2 separate regions of the Mus musculus genome follow, and region 1 is linked to region 2. The links are chromatin contacts, called in public HiChIP or PLAC-seq maps. All regions are on one chromosome and are shown on one strand. Each heading gives the region's core, a stretch centred on a gene start, on an enhancer-like site or on the middle of the called end of the contact. The rest is flanking DNA. Distances are from core to core; before and after follow the strand shown.

Region 1 (6,513 bases), core at 2,198-4,697, 64 kb after region 2:
CCTTATATTGCTTGAGGTGTAGCAACTGGAATATTCCAATAGGGTGACAGAAAACTCAGCAGAGCTTGGAAAGCTGAATTGTCAGGTATCACCAAACTACTGAATTCAAGCATCCAGCTCAAAGTAAAAGTAAACCTGGGTCGAAAGTCAAGAAGATTGAATAGGCAAAAGCTAAAACTAGAGAAACCACCAACAATTCCTGCTCCATTTTTAGCCTTTTGAAACATGCGCTGTCTTAGTTAGGATTTTACTGCTGTGAACAGACACCATGACCAAGGCAAGTCTTAATAAACAACATTTAATTGACGCTGGCTTACAGATTCAGAGGTTCAGTCCATTATCATCAAGGTGGTTGCATGGCAGTATCCAGGCAGGCATGGTGCAGGTAGAGCTGAGAGTTTTATGTCTTCATCCAAAGACTGCTAGTGGAAGATTGACTTCCAGGCAACTAGGGTGAGGACCTTATGACCACACCCACAGTGACACACCCATTCCAACCAGGTCACACCTATTCCAACGAGGCCACACCTCTAGATGGTGCCACTCCCTGGTCCAATGATATACAAACCATCACAAGTGCCTTGGTAAAATTTGAATATGAAATCTTCTTTATCAGATCATCACTTAAATCCTTGGTTTCCAGCTGGTGGTGCAATTTCAGAATGTTTTAGAAACTATCTCTAGGTAGTAGGTCATTGAAAGTGACATCTGCCTCCTGCCTTTGTGGAGGAGAAGGTGGACTCCCACCACTCACCAGATACTGCTGTCACTCTGTGATCTGTCCAGGTGCACAGAACCAAGAAAACATGGGCTTAATACTCTGGAACTACAAGCTAAAATACATCTTTCATCATATAAATTGTCATATCATAGCTTCTTAACTACCAGTTGTGACCCTCATATAGGGTCACATAACTGAACATCAAGGCAATGTATAACAGAAGAGCAATGAAAGGTCTCTGAGTATGGAATGACCAGAATTCAGTTTTAAAACAATCAAATGCATTATGAATCTCTGGTAGCTCTCACCAATGTTGTCATATGACATTACTATAGCCTCTATTCTGAACACACAAGCATGCATTTTTGTGCTACACATGCCATCATACCACAAAACAACCACATTGTCTGAAACACCTGGACTCAGATTTGAGTTTGTCAGTATCACAGTCATTTTTAGCTATATATACCAAGTTCTCTGTTCTAGGAGAAATACAGTCATTTAATACGGAAAACAAAGCTTGTTATTATTTTCCTACATCATTTCCGAACATGTAGGTATCAAGTTAGTACATGTTTGAAATCTATTATGCTAGAAAGTTTGATTTTTAAAAATTGTTGCTTTAACTGTTCATTTGATTTTTATTTTTAATCCTTAAATGAATTTTGGCTTGGGATTATGGCAGAGTTGCCAAAAATTTATGAAATGGTCTTGAATATGCTTTTTCTGATTTGTTCTGTGTATTTATATAAAGTGTCATTCTGAATGTTAACAATTATAATACCAAGCAGAGATGCTCCACTTCCTACATTATCAAATAGAAGAAGAGATTTAATTCTTTGTGTAAAATCAACAAGCACATCCATCTCATTAGCATGCAAATTGGATTTTGTCTTTAATAAATGCTAAAATTAAGAATGGTTGCATTATCAGCAAATGCTTCTTATATATCTATATATACATATATTTATGAAGGTGATTTGTTTATATGTGTATAAAATTTGAGGTCACACAAACTTTTTTGGGCTAATTGGGCTAAAAGGCTTGAGAGTGGGAAAAGTTTGAGAAGCACTGGCTTATATCAGATATTTAATCACAGTAGCATGAACATGCCAAACAAGCTCCAGGTCTTATGGATCGTCACATATATGAGATTACTCCCTGCTGAGGGAGGACTAAGCAAAAGGTTGTGGTGTTTTTATGGACCCTGATGTTAGGGTAAAAGTGTAGAGGGAAGAAAGAGAAAGCTCCAAGGATGATGAACAGGCTCAAGGAAAGGTGCTGACACAGCGATTACCAGTTAGATGAACTTTAATAAGAGATAGGGCCCTGAACTAGGTGAACAGGGCTTCATGTCTGAGGAGGTGCTTCATCAGGCACGATAGCCACCATGTATAGCAAGTGCGATGGGATTCCCAAACAGATTCGTCAGTTTCCAAAACAGCAGGAGAGCTATAGCATCATGGCCATTGCCAACCATAATGGTACTATTAAACGAGAAAGAGTTAGAACCTTCTCTTCAAATCCCGCCCCCCCCCCCGAAAAAAAAAGAGTTTCTGACTCAGATGTTTGTGAGGGGATGAGGAGTGGGCAAGCTTTCTATCATATGATCTGGCCTACAAACCTTGAATCACAGAGGTAGGCACTATTTAGGATAATTTAAAGTTGCCTTGGTCCTAACATTTTCCACCTAGGCTGAGTGCTGTCATAGTCACAATGGGCCTTTGTCATTCCTTTTTTTTTAAGGGGACAGAATGCAGGGGAGTGTGGCCTAATGAGAGACAGATACAGAGAGATAGATAAAGACAGGAGATAGAGACAGACAGGAGATAGAGACAGACAGGCACAGAGGGACAGACAGAGACTCATAGTGAAGTCTTATGTTCTTAAAGTGCTCAGGCAGAGTAAGGGAGGAAGCATTTCTATTCTTTTCTCCCTTACATGGAAGCCTTGGCAGAGGCACCTGAGACTACTTTTGCACAAGGTCCCAGATGATGATAGCTAAAGAGTGAGTGAACAGGGGATAGAAATGCACTACTTACAGAGCACGAACCTGAGTTCTTGCCTGCAGCTCCCTTCGGAGAGTTACCATTCATTCTGGATGGCACCAGAAATTTTGAAGTGCCATATAATTCACAAGAAGTTAAGGCTTACTCTCTAAGGATTCTCAGTCTTGCTAATAAAAGAATTTAAGTGTGAAATCAAAAGGAAACGAGAAGAGGATCTTATTAGTGATTAGAATAAACACAGGACAGGTGAGCTCTAAATCGTGACAGCTGCCTAGAGGAGGGAACTGGAGAAGTGGAAGAGAGAGACCATGATGCTCTGAGTTAGGCATGGAAGTTTGGCAAGCAGTCACATGACAAAAGGGGGAGAGGGGACTCTAGAGAAAGTTTTATTTATTTTTATTTTTATTTATTTATTTATTTTTTAAATAAAAGCATACCCTGGCCCTCACCAGCATCTGAAAGAAAGAGACACTGGTAAAGCAAGAGGAAAAGTCACACCTTTCTTAGATCACCAAAAGGCAGGCAAGTTTAACCGCATCTCAAGACTTCCTTTCAATTACTCTACTGAAGGCAGGGTTTCTGGAATGGAAAGTACATTATCTCATTAAAGGATAATCGTTCCCCTTGTTTCTTTAGCATGGCTTAAGGCCTTCCTAAGGGGTGGTTCCTTAGCTGTGTAATTGACTAGCCCAAGGGGATTAACTCTGTTTCCTGCAACTTGGAATGTCAGGTCTCCACCCAGACTAGAGGTAGATTCCTTTCTCTAGTCCAAGAGGAAATAGCTTTCTCTTAATGGGCCTCCAGTGTCACTGTAACAAGGAAGGCAGTTTTCTCCCTGTGTGGTCTGCTAGCCTTTGCAACTGTCTGTAGTCAAGCCTGCAAAAACACACAGTTTTAGGTTGACTCCCACAGAGGGAAATCCACACTGTGTTATAAGTTTTAAAACCTTGAGAATTTTCCTGAATATTTTCTCACCATTGTATTGCTAGTGCAAAAAACCTGGATTAGATTATCTGTTAGTTGAGCGGCCCGCTTCTGAGGAATTCACTCTTTTCTGTAGAAACACCTTGAAGTCAAAGACTTTTTAAATAGGATTAAATTTACACAACAAAGGAAAACTCCACAGCAAATGTTCAAGAGAAAACTAGCTATTCTTGTGCAATAAAACACTAAAATTAAAGTCCTCAGAGAAGCAGGAACTAGAATGCAGTTCTGTCCAGACAACCATGTGACTCCTTTAGAGATGATGCAATTTTTGGTAAGAACCGTATCTTCAGTGTTTACCTAGTATTAATACCTGACTCTCAAATTTGATGTGGCACCCATAATACTTTCAAATGTCTTATTGAAGTCTGTCAACTCATGATGATAAGGTAGAGTTTTCCCCCATATCTTAATGAATACCACATATTCTTAGATTTCCTTTGGGTCTAGACCTAAGCCTCACTAAACAAAGTAATAATATAATAATGATAATAATAGTAATAATTATTATTTTAAGGACATTTGATAAAAGTCTTGTCTCCACTCAAGGTCAGAGACACAGCTCAGATACTAATCTTTCAACCCAGAATAAATAAGTAGCATGAAGAACAGCTTAATAAGAATTAAAGGAAAAAAGGGTTTTGATGATTTAAACTGGGATTCAAGGAGAATTTGGTACTCTCTAACCTTTGTCTCATTAAAATGTTTTTTTTTTTAATTTTTTAATTCCTCTTACAATATACAGTTCTTATTGACTACCTCTAAATAACAGTTACTAAGGTCACTGGCAATGAACTGAGCTCCTACTCTAGGCCCAATATTCCAAGACAAAATGTCTCTCATATTGAAGCCCCACTTCAATCACTATGCCAAAACTGTATTGTTTTCTTGATCTCAGAAATCAAGAGAGAGCCACTAACCATACACCTGAACAGGTCAGCTTTGCTAACACACTAGGGATGTCTCTCTGCTTTAAGTGTTCATGAAAGAGAGCTTTGAGAGGACCAATCTGATTTATTTTTCTTTGCATCTGCTTACCTTGGGATCCATAAGCCATGGAAACCAGCTTCCTTTACTCAACTCATCATCACTGATGATATAGAACAAGCTCTTGATGATTCTAATGCCATAAATCAACCCAGTTAACATTTTAATCCATGTATTTCTTACAAACTACCTACTGTCCATGAATAAACACAGCTCTAGTTTATGTATGAGTCAATGAGACTACTAATAACAGGTTTCAGGGTCAATAGAGCTTTTGTATCGCCCACTATGTTGAAGGTACAGGAGATTTTTCCACTGGCAGAGAGACCACACATTCATTGCACCCCTCCTCAAGCTTTAACCTTGAAATTGTACAGGCTGAAGGTGCCACTTTGCATTCCAGGAGGATCTGGTCATTTTCATTTGTGGAGCACACTCTGCATAACTGGACATTGATCCTTGCTTGTACCTTGGTCCTCAGCTTCAACATGGGGTCCAAAATTTCTGAACCAAAAGACACTCCTTTGGCCTGTTTGAGGGTTAACTTAAAGGAGCTCCAATTAGGAGAATTGAAACTGGTAACTCTCCTTCACCTTTCAATGCAAAACTAGCCTAAATATACATTGCTGGCCCAAATTTGGAACTTTCAATTTCTAATACCTAAACTGATTTAGGCAGCTTCATAAGATGGAATGCCAGTGAGACCATTGTATAGGAAAAAATTTTGAGGGGTAAGTATAGACAATGCCTAAAGGAACTACTATAGCATCCTCCATGTTAGGTAGCTTTATAGTGTTCCAATTTCCCAGAAGAGATAGCTTGGCTGAGGGTCAGTTTCCTGTTCCGGTGATTGACAGGACCATTTGGATTAGCTCCTAAGCGAAAATGATGGTGTGTCTTTGTTCTTTACCACAGAGCTTTCCACTACACAGTAATCTTATAATCTTCCCAGCAGTTTAGAATGTCACGTCTCCATGCAGGGCCAGAGATGCAGTTCAGACCTTATTCTTTTGACCAGAAATTGTATAACAAAAGAGTAGATTAGAATTAAAGGAAAAAAAAAACTCTATAAAAAGATCCAACTTTACCAGGAGGAAGTAGCTGTGCCTTAATTGGCATAATGAAAAGTCCCACCACTCCAATTCATTCCTTTTGTCCAATGTGTAGCTACCTTTTCATACTTTAAATCTTAAGACCCCTGGAGTTTGAGAGATAACCTCAGTAAGTAAGAGTGCTTGGGTAAACATCAGGACCTGAGTTCACACTCTTGGTTTTTATATATAAACTAAGCAGGGTCCTATAACCCCAGCATGGGGAGAAGGGTGCAGATATAGGCAGATTCTGAGAGCTCACTAGGCACCTATCCTAACCAAGAACACAAACTTTCTGTCTAGTGAGTGATCTTGTCTCAAGAACATAAAGAAAAGAGCTAGTAGTTCAACACTCAGGATCCTCTTTTGACTTCTGGACTCCACCTTCCCCACCCCCCCCAACACACACACACACACACTCACATAAAATAAGAAGTAATATCAAGGGGTCACAACTAGGAGGCTGGGATGCTTCCTTTGTCGTCTTCCACCATTTGACACTTGCAGCTTTATTGTGTTAAGGCACAGAGTATGCAGGGCTCTATTCCCAGTGACTTGCAGGTCTGTTAATTTTTAACTAGTTGCCTAACACAATGAAAGTCATAAAGAGAAAAGAAATGCATCACCTTTTTCTTTTATTTTTGAGATGATAATTACATCCTTTCCCTGTTCCCTTTCCTCCCTGCAAGCAATTCCGTATACTCCTCCTTTCTCCTCTTCA
Region 2 (6,736 bases), core at 2,335-4,834:
GTTCCTCGCCAGACAGAAAACTAGCCTGTCCTTGTCATACTCACAATCCAAGCCAATTAAATGTTCCTCTCTGCAGTAACATGACAGCTCACTGAAAACCCTTGGACACACACACTTAAGGCCTAAACACTAAACCAGGGAGCCAGGTATTTTCTAATGTCTCTCTCTCATGAGCATCCAGGCAAGGGACATTTGCCTCTACTATTCCAATGCCACAAACTGCACAGCATCCTAACTGAGTACTACCCTCCGGGAGCCTAGGCATGCAGGAGCACTCTGACTTCAACTTCCTCTTTGCCTCCCTGCATCAACTATTTTCTTCAGTTGTCTTCATTTTCCCAGAATTGGCTCAGGGTTTTCTGACCCTAGATCACACAAAGTGCCAAGGCTTGCTGTCTTCCTCTGGGCGGGCCCTCTTCTGCTCAATGTGCATCCCGATAATAAAACATTTAGCACACTGCTCTAAGATTTAGTCAGAGACTGTTCTCCAAATACCTGGGTATCCCTCAAGAAGAACAGTTGCTTGTTTTGCAGTGGTGGGAATCAAACTCAAAACATTGTAGAGACTAGGCCCACTGTGTTCATCCAAGGAGCTACCCCCCTCCCCAGCCCCCAGGATCTTGATTTTACTTCTGTGTTAAAATGAAATATATGGTAATTAACCCACCACAAAGATATTTGTCCAAGCCCTAGGTAAACTGCCCCTACCTATGTAACTTTATTTGGAAAATAGGTCTTTTCAAGTATAATGAAGTAAGAGATTCTGACAAGAGTCCTTAGAGTAGCCCCTATCCCAATCCAAGACTGTTCCTTTTTTGAAAGAGAGGGTGAGAGATGGAGAGGGAGGGAAAGAGGGAGGGAGGAAGGAAGAAAGGAAAGAAGGAGAGGGGCGGGAGGGGGGGAGCCACCTAAGGCACTAAGACAAAGGAAAGAGAGCCAGGTGAGAGACTAAAATATACCTATCATAAACTGAAGGGCACTCAATGCCAAAAGAATCAAGAAAGGAGTCTATCCTAGTTTGTGAAGCTGACACCTTAGACTCTGGTCTACTGAACTGAGGAAGACTAAATCTATTATTTCAAGGAGCCAAGCATGTGACAATCTACAGCAGCCTTAGGAAACTAACAGACAACCCAAACTTCCACACAGCGTCTTCTACCAAGAATCCCCTGAAGGCAAAAAAACATTGAACTAACAAAGATGAAGGCAGGTGTGAGCATCTGATGAGACACATCTCAACTGCAGGGCAAGAATCTGGGACCAGGACCAGACACACAACCACTATGGGAACTTAGATCTGCCTTCACCCACCGTTCTTGTGAAAGCCTGTCTAGCAATATGAAACAAGTAGCCTAGGAGCCCTTCCAACAGGCTTGGAATACTCTGACCATACTTCAGCAGTGGCTTAACTGAGCCTTTACTTACTTGCTGGTCACTTAATTTTATTAATTTTATTTTTATCTAACCAGCTTTCAGACATAAACAAGGATCAAAATGACATTTCAAAGGCCTTAAATGGCTATACGCATGCAAAATCTGATGCAATAATTGATAATAGGGCAAAAGGTGATTTTGTACAGCAATATCACCAAATTTGCCAATACCTTCCGTATAATGGATCCATTTCAGGACAAGTAAACGCAAACAGGAATCAGGCTGAGTGCCGCTCACTGACCTAGCACTGGGGTGTTTATCCAGTCACTACTTAAGTCACTTGGGTGACTAATTTTTCCAGTCACAGGGGACTTCTCCAACACTGGGCCTTTCTCCACCAGACTTAGACTTTAATTAAGGTGCCTACAATTTTGTTCACTTCAAATCTGGCCAAAACCTAAATAAATAGAACTCCTGACGTCGGCCAAATGGCAAAGGCAACACCGAAGTGTTGAGTCAGTAAGAGCCCAAGAAAACGAAAACTACTTTACCCATCTTCAACCCGAGTGAGCAGAAAACACAGTTTCTTGTGTTAAATGTCTCCTTATCAAAAAAAGGAAGAAAGAGAGAAAGAAAGGAAGGGAGGGAGGGGATGGAAATAAGTCAATAAAGGTGTTGACTAGGCTATGTGACTAGGCTATCCCACCAAATATCCTTCCGTATAGTTAGGCTACATTAAAAATCCTACTTTAAGTGGGTTCATTGATCACACATGTCTTTTCCTTTATGTATGCATAGTGGCAGCCTTGATTCTTTTTTAAGAAACCTACCAAAACAACATAGGGAAGCAAGACGCCCAGGGACTCAGATTTCAGCCTGCCAAAATACCCGCTACAAACACTGTGACTCAAACTTTTCCAGACCAATTCATCTTTCACAGAAAACTGAATCTAAAGTCACTGGGCCAACCGCTCTGTCCAGCTGGCACAAAGAACCACGTTTCCAGGACTGAACCCTGGATCCTATAGCACAGTTGAGTTACCAAACTTTTCCTTCCAGGTGGAAACCCACACTGAAAACCCGAAGTCCTTCCAACCTCTGGAGGGCTCACTCAACACACACTGTTTTCAATCCCGAAGTTCCTGGCTTTCCCGAGAGCTCTCCGACTTCAGTATGGGGCTGAAATGGACTTGGACAACTTTTATCTTACATTTCTCCGAAATTAGTAACTCTAAAAGTTGTTCTGAAAGAGCACTAAAAGTAAGGCAGAAAGCGACGAGAGCTTCGTAGAGGTTTGGAGACCACACAGAGCCACCCTAAACTGTGGCGTCCTGCAAACTGGATCTACCTCAGGTGCAACTTCATTTCCACAGTTAGGATGAAGACTTCGGAGCACACAGGGTGTTCCCCAGAAGCCCCGAGCCAGGATGAATGAGCTTGGACTGCACCGACTGAGTGTTTATTAGCATCTTCACGTGGTATTCGGCGGCCGGAGCACAGCAAAAGCAGGGATGGCATGGGACGCTCCCGGGAACCCCGAAAACTTTTCTTTGCAAAACTAGCAGAGGGGGAACAGAGGCGGTTGCGAAGGCGATGGGCCACCCTGGTCCCACACTAAGCCACAGGGCTTCTCCAGCACCACCCCCAGCCCGCCGCCGCGCGCACACAAAGGAGCGTGTATACCCGGGAGACCCCCGCGCCCATTCCGCGCACCCGGGAGCGAGGGAAGCCCAGGAAAGGGCAGCGGGGCGTCGTGGGTTACTCACAGGGTGACCGTGCGGTTGGGCAGCGTGTCCGGGGGCAGAACCTGCGCGAGCTCCAGGCTGCTGCACACCACCTTCCCCTCGGCGGCGGCGGCCGCTCGGCCGGTACCCCGGGCCCGACCGTCGTGCTTGCAGCCCGCGGGCAGCGCCGCGGCCCCGCGCTCTCCTCCCCACAGCAGAGCGAGCAGCGCCAGCGGCAGCAGCAGCAGCGGCGGCGGCGGCTCCATGCCGCTGACCGGGCCTGCGGGGCCGAGAGACGGCACCGGCCTAGCGGGCGGCGGCGGGGCGGGGCGGCCCTGGCGGTGGCCCGAGCCTCCCGGCGGCCCGAGGATCGGTCCCGCTTCGCGACGACATGCTCCTTTGTCCGCGGCCGCGCTCGCCCTCCGCGGAGCCGCGGGGTCAGGGCCGCCGGGTCCCAGCTCGCCGCTCGGCCCGCGGGAGCGCCGCCTCCTCCCGCCGGCTCCTCCCCGCGCGACCGCTCCTCCCACCCCAGCCCCGCGCGCTCTCAGGCCCGCAGCCGACCCGACCTCGACCCGGGCACGCCCCCAGGTCCTGGCCGGAACTCCGCTGCTCCTGGACCCAGCGGAAGAAAGTTCTAGACTAGTCTAACTCCAGCAGCCCTGCGGCTCTGCTCCACGTTTCCTGGCGCCGCCGCCTGGCAGACAAAGCCGCCCTGCACGCCCCTAAGAGCCCTGGCTGGAGGGGGTGAAGTTCCTTTCTCCAACCTGACGAGGGGAAAGAGCCTGAAACCAATCTTTCCAAAGAAAGGCCATGGTAGAAAGTTTCATTATCCGCCAGAGCCAGAAACAGGTTTCTTCCCAATAAACTGAACTCGGAAGCTGCCCCTGGCCTGAAGCAGCTGTGGGCAGGCTGAGGATGCATGGGGACCATTCAACCGAAATTTCTGAGTCCACAGGTAGATCAGATGTTAACCAGTTGGAGCAACAGTGACGAAGCAGCCAAGAAACCCAAGCTGAATTTTATTATTCATGCCAAAGACCGCAGACCCCACCCTAACATTTGCAAGACCAGGGTTCTCCTACCCTATGTTTAAGTTTATAGAGACTATACAAGCCAACAAAATGAGTTTTATTCTCCTTTGAGAAACAGACTTCCTTAACATCCAGGAAGGAGCAACTTGGTATACAGAAACCTCGCGTACTTTGGAGTTCAACCCTGTAACTTAGCAGGTAAGGAGCACGTGATCACAGCCCGTGGACACAGCCAGTGGCCTGTCCATCCCCTGCTGGCCTTGCTTCCTATACTGGTTCCACTCAGCAACAGGTGGGGCGTGGCACCTGTGTACACACCTGTGCCCAATCAGCCTATCCGTCCCTCCCAACACAGCCACCCTTAGGCTGTCACAGAGACAGGAGTGGTTATTCCAGCTGCTTGATCTTACATCGAGAGAACTGGAAGAGAAGCAGGGTCCATGGCAGGCATTTTTTAACTTGGATCTAAAAAGACCTCCGAAAAAAAATTTCCAAGATCATGTCCCAGATATATGTATTTGGCGTTCTCCATAGTAAATAAGCTACCAAGACACTTAGATAAGTGCGAATTGTGCATCACTTGATACTTCTTGAGATTTAACTATCTAATATCTAAACACAGTGGTGCATATAGCATCTACTAATACATCAATGAGGAGAGAATTATTCTGGCTCTGGAAGTTGGCATGTGACAAGGAAAAGAGGGATCCAGACCTATAGTATCCAAGTTAGTTAAGGGTGGCTATCTAGAGCTTAAAATTTATCTACAATTCTGTAGGAAGTGGGGTTTTTATTCAATTTCACTTTTATTAAATTCAGCTTTAAATGCTATTACATATGTGTTGAACAGCACAAGTCTGTGCCTACAGTGGCTAAGAAAAGTAAGAAATCATAGCCATTATTAAGTCACTTAAAATTTACAACTAACTATAGGTCACAAACTCATATTTTCAGTTATAGTGAGGTTGGTCACCTTTCTGTAGAATTTATATGAAGATGATTACCCCTCCCCCTCCCATAAAATCAATACCTGTCATCATTACCTGTTCTCACCATAAAAATAAAATCTTACCATAATAATTTGAAAGCTTTTATTTGCCATGTTGCTGTTGATATAGCCATAGACTGGCGTATCATAGACTACATGAAAATGTTGATAACTATCACGGAGGTAAATGTGTTTGACTCTTCTAAGACGTACTTAGCATGCGCTTTAAGTTTGGCGTCAGATTTGTACTTCACGATGGTTGAGAATATTAAAATATAAAATCACCAGGAAAGGGTAGGTCACAAATAAGACCATGAATCTAGAGACAAACATGGATGAAACAATCCTATTCTGTGGGCCAGCTCAGCTTTCTTCCAAAGAAGTCATTCCGATGAGTGTTGAAAATAAGTCATTTAAAAGAAAAAAATCACAGAGTGGAGCCGGCTTTAGAAATTCCCAACACTGTAGACCCCAGAGTGTGCCGAGCGCTGAGTCTATGCAAGCACCGGGACATGGAGCCCTCCCTTAGAACTGCATAGATCTCAGAGGACGATGGAGTCCGAGCTTGACAGCTTCACCAGAATTTAAGCTGGAATTAAGCTACTCTCACCCTGACATCTTCTCGCCAGACAGGTCCAGTGACTGCTGCTCCTCCCTCAGGCCTGGAGCACGTGGCAACATTTGAAACTGTAGGGCTTCCTGGGTCTTGAGTTCTCACTGTGTCTGTGACTGTCCCATAGCAGAAAGTTCTAGAAACTGAGATGTTACTTCGTAACCATACAGGAACAGGGCAGCATCACGTTGGCTGTTGCTTTAAGGAGGGGGTATGGACCACATTCAGCATTTCATCAAGAACAGTGGTTCTCAGCCTTCCTAATGCTGTAACCCTTTTAATACAGTTCCTCATATTGTGACACTCATGTTTTGTTGCTACATCAACACTCTAATTTTGCTACTATTATTAATGGTAATGTAAATATCTAAATATAGATAACCCTAAAGGGGTTGAGACTCCCAAGTTGACACTCACTGGTCTAGAGACCAGTTGAGACCCGCTGGTCTTGTAAGGTTTGTAAGAGATATCAAACATGCTTTGTTTTTCTTGATTTAAAATAAAATACTGTATAAACTGTGTATGTCTGCGTGAATACCTGTAATGAAAATATGTTTTAATATATGTGTTCATAGATAATAAATGTGTCTATCTAAATTTACTGCTAACAGTTCCTTTTAGGAACCTTTTCCCGTCACCAGACTATGAGCTTCTAGAAGCCTTTCTTGATTCCCCCTTTCAAATCACTCTCTCTCTTTCCTCCATCTTGTGCCTCTGGAATCTGGATTGTTTAGATCCAGGGTCTAATGATTATCTAAACTTGGCGCATAACTTCCTTCTGTTTGAATTTTACATCTGTGTATGTTAGCTCTCCCTTACCACAGTTGTAGCTCCCTGATGGTCCCTGTTTCCCATGGCAGGTTGCTGCCCAAAAGCCACTCTTAAGCTTTTCTGAGGTGCATCACTTTCCAGCCATTCTTGTAACTACTGGTGGCAGATGACCCTGCAAAAGGAATCAACAATTATGCTGTTCACTAGTGTATATAAATTTAAGTGTGTATAAATT

Evidence for each region. HiChIP or PLAC-seq counts read pairs in DNA pulled down with a chosen protein or histone mark.
Region 1: a contact with region 2 is called in an H3K27ac HiChIP or PLAC-seq map of embryonic stem cells, with 11 read pairs. The contact joins the enhancer-like site here to the promoter of Adgra3 in region 2. A contact is called at or near these places in 6 of 484 Hi-C or Micro-C datasets (embryonic stem cells, muscle stem cells and psoas muscle), 4 of 115 datasets of contacts at active chromatin or transcription factors (craniofacial prominence and embryonic stem cells) and 3 of 9 other capture datasets (adipose tissue, liver and pancreatic islet).

Annotation. Positions count from the first base shown.
Region 1 is chr5:50,119,549-50,126,061 of GRCm38.p6, forward strand. It overlaps Gm40300 (a long non-coding RNA gene), which reads right to left. Exons shown (of 3, transcript XR_868412.1): 2 at 6,216-6,377; 3 at 3,162-5,708. Among named protein-coding and RNA genes, the nearest start is that of Gm40300, 3.5 kb to the right of the region's middle. Within about 2 kb of position 3,448, at least 22 of the 459 cell types and tissues checked have an H3K27ac peak or open chromatin away from gene starts, as enhancers often do. A contact at or near this core is called in craniofacial prominence and embryonic stem cells, where this site is marked.
Region 2 is chr5:50,055,412-50,062,147 of GRCm38.p6, forward strand. It overlaps Adgra3 (adhesion G protein-coupled receptor A3), which reads right to left and starts at 3,585. Exons shown (of 19, transcript NM_133911.1): 1 at 3,141-3,585. The coding sequence starts at 3,364. LOC115490186 (a long non-coding RNA gene) reads right to left here and starts at 3,132. Exons shown (of 2, transcript XR_003955916.1): 1 at 2,723-3,132. Gm36702 (a long non-coding RNA gene) reads right to left here. Exons shown (of 3, transcript XR_001784857.2): 2 at 6,550-6,673; 3 at 4,972-5,928.